Linked DNA regions of Drosophila melanogaster: region 1 is linked to region 2. A link is a contact called in public Hi-C data. All regions are on one chromosome and are shown on one strand. The core of a region is the stretch at or near the end of the contact, and the rest is flanking DNA. Distances in the headings are between cores, read along the strand shown. Region 1 holds the start of lncRNA:CR45938 (long non-coding RNA:CR45938). Region 2 holds the start of CG5290.

Evidence for each region. Hi-C and Micro-C count contacts between places; a contact is called where the count stands out from the background.
Region 1: a contact with region 2 is called in a Hi-C map of the Kc167 cell line, with 1.6 times the contacts expected there. A contact is called at or near these places in 5 of 107 Hi-C or Micro-C datasets (the Kc167 cell line, the ML-DmBG3-c2 cell line and embryo).

Annotation. Positions count from the first base shown.
Region 1 is chr3L:18,752,580-18,756,745 of dm6, reverse strand. lncRNA:CR45938 (long non-coding RNA:CR45938) reads left to right here and starts at 2,661. Exons shown (of 1, transcript NR_133269.1): 1 at 2,661-2,949. It overlaps ftz-f1 (ftz transcription factor 1), which reads left to right. Exons shown (of 10, transcript NM_079419.3): 4 at 873-1,090; 5 at 1,242-1,612; 6 at 2,113-2,169; 7 at 2,234-2,432; 8 at 3,303-3,561; 9 at 3,628-3,728; 10 at 3,851-4,166. The coding sequence ends at 4,000.
Region 2 is chr3L:17,910,682-17,914,575 of dm6, reverse strand. It overlaps CG5290, which reads left to right and starts at 2,011. Exons shown (of 4, transcript NM_140769.3): 1 at 2,011-2,328; 2 at 2,380-2,750; 3 at 2,805-3,307; 4 at 3,369-3,894. The coding sequence starts at 2,265.

The DNA.
Region 1 (4,166 bases), core at 1,412-3,911, 840 kb before region 2:
GTATTTGTTTTCACAACTTTTGTAGAAGTAGAAGAGGTAATATAATATTTAAAACGTAGTTGCTAATAATAACTACGATTTACATGTAGTAAAATATATTATCGGCTGTTGGTAGGAAATCTACTTATCACTTTTCCAAATTAGAGATAATGAATACAAAACTTTGATTTTGACTTTTGTTTCCTATGAAGTTGATATTCCAACGATTTTATTTCTCTGCACACTTTACGCTCATTTTTCGTGCTGCGCCATAAGAAGCGCATTTTTATTGCGTTTCATTTAGCGTGTTCTCACACACTAACGCAAGTAAATACACAGATGTGCGTTGTACAGTTTTTGTTTTACTACTGTTGTACAAAGCGGCGTATGCGCAATATGTGTATGTAACCATATTTCCCATGTGCGTGCCCATATGTGCGTATGCATGTGCACCCTGCTGTTGATAGTGTGCGTTTGTTTCTGTGAAGCGTTGTTATGAGTTGGCTTTTAATGAGGAGCATGTATGAAACGAATAGGATGCTAACCCCCTCGCGTTGCAATTTTGCCAGCCCGAATTGTGGGTCAGTTAAGTGGGAAATGTTGAAAATGTTCAAAATTGTGTAGAACCATTGAAAATCAACGGGGAATGGGTGTTTCATGAAAACTGGGTGCTCATTAATTTGTTTAACTATTTTACATTGCTAAGAATATCTGTTTATTTCCTAGTTTAGGAACTTCTCCGATTTTCACGAAGGTTCCCGTAGTCAACAAATCAGATTTGAGAGATAAGGGAATTTTGTTAGGAAATTGAGAACAGAATTAATTCTTTTACCAAGAATCATTTTCTACTTCGAAACTCATTCATACTCATTTGCAAATGTGTTTTCTTGCAGCTGTTCGAGCGGATAGAATGCGTGGTGGACGCAACAAATTCGGACCCATGTACAAACGGGATCGCGCGCGGAAGTTGCAAGTGATGCGGCAGCGGCAGTTGGCGCTGCAAGCGCTGCGCAACTCGATGGGTCCGGACATCAAGCCAACGCCGATCTCGCCGGGCTACCAGCAAGCATATCCAAATATGAACATTAAGCAGGAAATTCAAATACCTCAGGTGAGCGATGCGATCAGGATTGTTTTTCTCAATAATACTTTTGGTCGTTTTGATTGCTTTCATCGTTGTCATCGCTTTGGCATACAATTGATATTTAAGATTTATGGAATACAACCTATAGTTATGAACGAATTTCTGCTTATATCTTCAGGTATCCTCACTCACCCAATCTCCGGACTCGTCGCCCAGCCCCATAGCAATTGCGTTGGGACAGGTGAACGCGAGCACGGGCGGTGTTATAGCCACGCCCATGAACGCCGGCACTGGCGGCAGTGGGGGCGGTGGTCTGAACGGACCAAGTTCCGTGGGCAACGGCAATAGCAGCAACGGCAGCAGCAACGGCAACAACAACAGCAGCACGGGCAACGGAACGTCCGGAGGAGGAGGTGGCAATAATGCGGGCGGCGGAGGAGGAGGAACCAATTCCAACGATGGCCTGCATCGCAACGGCGGCAATGGCAACAGCAGTTGCCACGAGGCTGGAATAGGATCTCTGCAGAACACGGCCGACTCGAAATTGTGGTATTTAGCCCAAAAGCCAGAACAAAACTCAATGAATATTCGAACTCAAACCAAATTAAACGACAAACGAACTTCAACAAACATTGAAAAGAAACTTTCGTTACATAAGCATATTTGTGGAAAAGGATTCAACCTGATCATGCAGCAAGTGTGGAAAAGGGCAGTCATATCAATATAATAATCAATATAATATAATAATTAGACTTGAAAAAAAAAGATGTATTGTAAAAAATGTACAAACCTTGAACGATTTCCTTGTACAGAAGAAGAGTATATACATTTAATTGGAAATATTTGTATTCATTATCAGATATTATATGAGCTTCGGTTTCTATATTTAAATATATATCTGATAATGATATTATAGATCTCCAATTAAAGTCTTCATCAAACTGCCCTTTTACGAATTGCTTAGTTATCACTTGATGAGCTCTCCAATTAGAAGTGATCTGAACTTTAATTTATAACTTTTCCTATATCTTTTGTTTTCTACCAAAAAGCTTCGATTCTGGCACACATCCATCGAGCACAGCCGACGCGCTAATCGAGCCATTAAGGTGGGTTTTTGCTGGCGTAAATTGAAGTCTTGAGATCCATTTAATCACATTATTATTCATGCAGAGTCTCACCGATGATTCGTGAATTTGTGCAATCTATTGACGATCGGGAATGGCAGACGCAACTGTTTGCCCTGCTGCAGAAGCAAACCTACAACCAGGTGGAAGTGGATCTCTTCGAGCTGATGTGCAAAGTGCTCGACCAGAATTTGTTCTCGCAAGTAGACTGGGCACGGAACACCGTCTTCTTCAAGGATCTGAAGGTATGGACCAACACCCCGATATCCTCACATCGAGTAAATCAAAAATCAGAAATCAGAAATCAGAAAATCAGCAAACACAGACAGCAGCAACATGGTTCAAAGCCAAAAACCAGTTTTCAAACTAGGGGCCAAGTCTGCGGCATGTTATGTAAACCACCGACAACTGAAAGCGACGTCGACAGCGACGCCGGCAGAATGTGCATTGAATTTCGATTTCATTTGGCGTCTGACCTACTTAGCCAGCAAAGCTGAACCAGTCAGTCAGCCAAGCAGCAGCGTCTCTCGCTCAATGACGCAACTGATGTGCTCACCCATACCACAGCCCATCAAGAGCGGAGAAACTGAAACGGAGACTGAGACAGAGACAGTGACATAGAGCGAAACCGAGAGAATCCCCAAGAGAAAGAGACGACGTGTTGTAATACCAGAGCATCCAAAACTAGGCCTTAACTTATCTACATACCATATCATCATACAAAATGTATCTATTGACTATTGAGCGTGCGGTTGCTACTATAAACTGAAACTAAACTGAGATCACTCTATTTAAAAAAACATTTAAAAAAATAAGTAAATCTACTAAAAATTATTGTATACGAAAGGTTTATTGGTTCAAATGAATTAGCTATCATTATTAGAACTACTAAAAGGAAAATTGTATTAATATTATTAATCAGCAAAACTGATGATTGTTGTATGGAAATATGATGATGGAAATATCTATATGATGTATGGAAATATCTTATTATCTTATTAATTAAAACGGCTTTTAAACCTTCTTTATGCATAGTGGCAACCGCGCCTGTTATGTTTAAGTCTTTTTTCATTTCCAATTTACTAATAAAATTTTATTTATATTTTTTAATTTAGGTCGACGACCAAATGAAGCTGCTGCAGCATTCCTGGTCGGACATGCTTGTTCTGGATCACCTGCATCATCGAATCCATAACGGCCTGCCCGACGAGACGCAACTGAACAATGGTCAGGTGTTCAATCTGATGAGTCTGGGTTTGTTGGGAGTGCCACAGCTGGGCGATTACTTCAACGAGCTGCAGAACAAGCTGCAGGACCTGAAATTCGATATGGGCGACTATGTCTGCATGAAATTCCTAATCCTGTTGAATCCAAGTAAGGCCGTATAAGTTGCGCGGTGCAGATTGACAACCTTCTTAAACCCTTGAATATTTCCCATAGGTGTACGGGGTATTGTCAACCGGAAGACCGTCTCCGAGGGACATGATAATGTGCAAGCCGCTTTGCTGGACTACACCCTCACCTGCTATCCGTCAGTGAATGTGAGTAAAGGATTCAGTTTTAATGTGTAGGGTATCTGAGCTAAAAACCATTTACTTTTGAAATCATTTGTAAATTGCGTACAAACAACTCTAAGCAACGATTCTCTTTCGCCTAATTGCAGGACAAATTCAGAGGGCTAGTTAACATCTTACCGGAAATCCATGCCATGGCCGTTCGCGGCGAGGATCACCTGTACACCAAGCACTGTGCCGGCAGTGCGCCCACCCAAACGCTGCTCATGGAGATGCTGCACGCCAAGCGCAAGGGATAGAGGCCGGGAGAACGTGACACGGAATACTTAATCATTTATGAAATGTAAATAACAAGGCGGGAAGGCCCTCGGGGCAACCGGGTCATGGAAGGCGAACGAAGGATACAGCAGAATTCCGTATTATGAATATGGGAATGCATCATCACTACTACCACCAACTATCACA
Region 2 (3,894 bases), core at 762-3,261:
CAATAGTATGTCTGCTTATTAAGAACCCAATTGATTCATTGAATTTCATTCACCATTGTTTTGATTTGGACTTTAGTCATTTGCGTATCTGCAGTGAATGTTTGCATCTTTATTTTTTTTTTGTACCTGTGTGAGGGCATTTGTATCTGCATTATTCATGACTGACGTGCAACTTGCAGCCTAGCAACTGGAGATAAAAACAAAAAAATAAAACCGAACTGCCCGTTTTGGGTCATGATGACGTCCACTTGGAAGCCGCGTGCCGGCTTCAATTCACCGGATTCGATTCGAGTGCATTTGAATGCGTTGTGCACTTGGCCATGCAACGCAGGCGTGAAAGAGAGTGCACTGCAATAAAGAGGGAGAGAGCGGAATAATCGCGCCAAAATGACAAAATCTTTTATGCTGACTACTAAGCCAAGCTCAGCAGAAAACTTGAAACTCGAAGAGATACTACAGGCAAAAAGAGTATTTTTTAAATAAGAGAAATAAAAGCTTTTTTCTCTTTTGATTATGTGGTGGAATTCAAATTTTAAAAAATTTAAGAGTTACATGGAAGTTAGCCGTTAAAAAAGCTTAGACCTGTTGAGAGTTAAAAAAGAAAAAATTTTAAAAATTGAAATAAAATGAGTTGAAAATGTTTATAGTAATTAGTCTAGAACTTTCTTAAGTTCAATATTATAAGCGCAATGAGGGCTTACAAACAATTATTGCATACGTATGATATTACAAAATCAGGAACTAATTAACGAAGGTTAGGAAACATAAAACATATATGTATCTTAATACATTTTTAGTTAGTTCTACTTCTAAGATATAATGATTCACAAACAATCCATATTAATGTGAGTATTTGAAACTCAAGAATTTATCTTAAATTTAAAAAATTAATAACAAGGTGTAATCTAGTTTGTAGAACTAATTAAAATTCCATTAAAATAATACAGCCGCATTTAGGTCCAATGAGTTGGTAACGGGAAATACCATCCTTATCTTACCACCGGATTTGTTTGGCAGATTCCATTCGACGATAAGTGTTCGCAGATAGACCCACACATCGCAATTAAATGGCACTGATACCCTTTATCGCATCTTGTGCTATTGGGTTTCGCCGGAATATACAAAGTATCTGCCAGATACGATTTCTTTTGTTTCTCCGCCGGCAACTGTACTGCGTTTTTGGGGGGGCTGTGCTCGATGCCAATGCCCCACCCGCACCACCACCCCCTCGGCAACTCAGCGCGTTCTCCGATAGCGACGGCAATCGACGACCTTGACCGTGAAATTTAAATTTAGAAGCTACGGCGGCGGCTAAGACGTAAAAAATAAAATACCACCAAGCTTTTCGAAGCTATCTTCGCCAGTGTATTAGTCATTGTGTGTTCTGGCAATTGCAGAAAAAGCTGCGCTCTATCATCGGTAATTCCCCTGCACTCTCCCAATAATAACAAAGATTCTTTAAAAATAAATTTGTCCATTTCACGAGTTTGCTTCATGTGACTTATATAAATATTCAAGTGAGGCGGGCAGCTATTTTAAAAAGCAATTTAATGAAACATGAACTTGCGTACTGGCGCCGTCGCGACTTGGTCAATGATGTAAATCCGTCTAATTGCACGAAATTGAAGGCAGCACCAATCGGCGCAGGGCGATTTTAGGTAACGTAAGGCTAAAAATAATGTCTGTTCTTTTGATTAGCTGATTTGTAGATGCGTTTGAAATTACCGCCAAGACAAAGTGTTGGTTAGCTTTATGCAGGTCATTTGGTATTTATAATACTGAATTTTAATACCCTTGAAGAGTTCTTCACTTCACTTCATTTGTTGAAAGTTTTTAGATTGCGCGCAATAGACATAAAATGTATTCATTGACAGAAAGGATATTTAGTTGCTACTATTTAATTAGCTTACTAAGATGGTAGAGAGGGACTGCTTGTTATTAGAAACGAGGTATTTTCCTTTAAATTTTCCGCCTTTAGTAGCGATATTTTGGATCAGCTGATTATTTGCGGAACATTCGGGAACTCCCATCACTAATAAACAATCTGCACGATTTAAAAACATTCTAGAAACACGCTTTAAATGACTGTTAAGCAATTAAATTAAGATTGAATTAATTCAAGAAAAACCGTTAACGTACCAACCAAGTAAAGTTTCTCTTATAAAGTAGTAACTTTGCCTTAAATCAAGCCGGTATTTTTAAACACGTGAAGCACGTGGATTGTTTATCCAAAATATACAACAATTTCATCAAAAGCTTTTATAATGGTTGCCGATATATTCAGTGAATATTATATATGCAATTTCAACGATGCGGTGACAGTTGAAGGTACAAATAATAATAATAGCCCGTAATATCTGATATAAAAACTGCCCATAGATCTGCCCGCGGATGAGACACTGCGTCAATTGTGGACCCGCCAGAAACTGTGGACAATAGATGAACTCCGGGAGATCCTTCAACGCTGGCAGGAGCATGTCAAGCCAGATCCGAATGATAATCCCACCTCACAACTCAAGGATTTCCTGCTGCTGATATTCGCTTTTGTTCAAAACAGTTTTACTGGGCCCTTTGACAAACTCGAAGAGTACCAACAAATCCATAGTGAACTAGAGCTGGAGAAACTCGACGCACTCGAGAAACTGAAGGCCAGCGGCGAGGAACTGAATCCAAATGTAAAATCTGTAGAACTACTACTGATTGCCAGGGAAATCCTTGAGGGACTTTTAGAAAACCATCCAGAATCAAAGGTTTGTTGGCTTCAGTGAAATGCACTGCTGTTTATTAATGAGCGATATACTTAGGTCCTGATTTGGTGGCGATTGCGTCTGATCTGCCTGCATCAACATGTGCTGGATGATTTGGCGGCCTCCCTGTATGAGCAGTTTAAGTCAGCAGCTGGACATCTTCAGGCTCATTTCAATCAGTTTGAGAGCAGGGAACTGCAATCCCTGCTACTACTGGAGTTGGCCAATGGCTACCTGCAGTTTCATCGCTCTGAAATAGCCTCCCAAATACTGGATGAACTGTGCAAGCATCTCCAGGTGGAGCTAAAAGTTGAGGGTTTACTAGGAGTACGCACCAAATTCCAGCAGAAGGCCCTGCCACAACTCTGCCTCAAAGTTGAGCATCTAAACGAGCAGCAGCCTCTGCCTCCAGCCGTCCAAACAAATGAGACGACCAAATTGCCAAAACTGCTTCTTCTGGAGGATGACACGCGACTGGAGCGGATACGCTTTGTGGAACTGAAGGACAACGAAGTGATGACGCTTCCCAGTGTTCTCCAAGCTCTGGTGCTGGCCAAAGTGTAAGAATGGCTAATGGTGCATAATATTTTTCTGATATACTAAAATCTTTCCTTTACACAGAAAGCAATTGAAACGCTCAACGCCTAAGGATCGCCTGGCGGATGAACAACTGGAGCCGTATACACAAACCCTACTTTACCAGGAACACGGACCATTCCAAGTCCGGCAGTCAGCCCTTCTTCTAAACTGCCTTCAGGAATCGAATCAAAGAAGGACAGTCGAACGCAGCTGGAAACAATGCGAGGAGTGTGTCAAACTGCTTGACACCTCCGAGGAGGAGCTATCGCTGCGATCCCGACTCTCCTACGGTTTCGCCGCCCACTTGAGTCCCAAGTGGCAGGTGCAGCTACAGCTTGTCGACTTGCTGCGATCCTTGGGCATGACCAAAACAGCTCTGGACATCTGTCTTCGCATACACGCCTGGCAGCAGGTGATCGAGTGCTACACGAGTCTGGAACTCCGTCACAAGGCAGCGGAGATCATCAGGCAGGAACTGGAGAAGAAGCCAACGGCATTGCTGTACTGCCTCCTTGGCGATGCTATCGATGATCCTTCGTTCTATGAGCAGGCTTGGTTGTATTCCAAA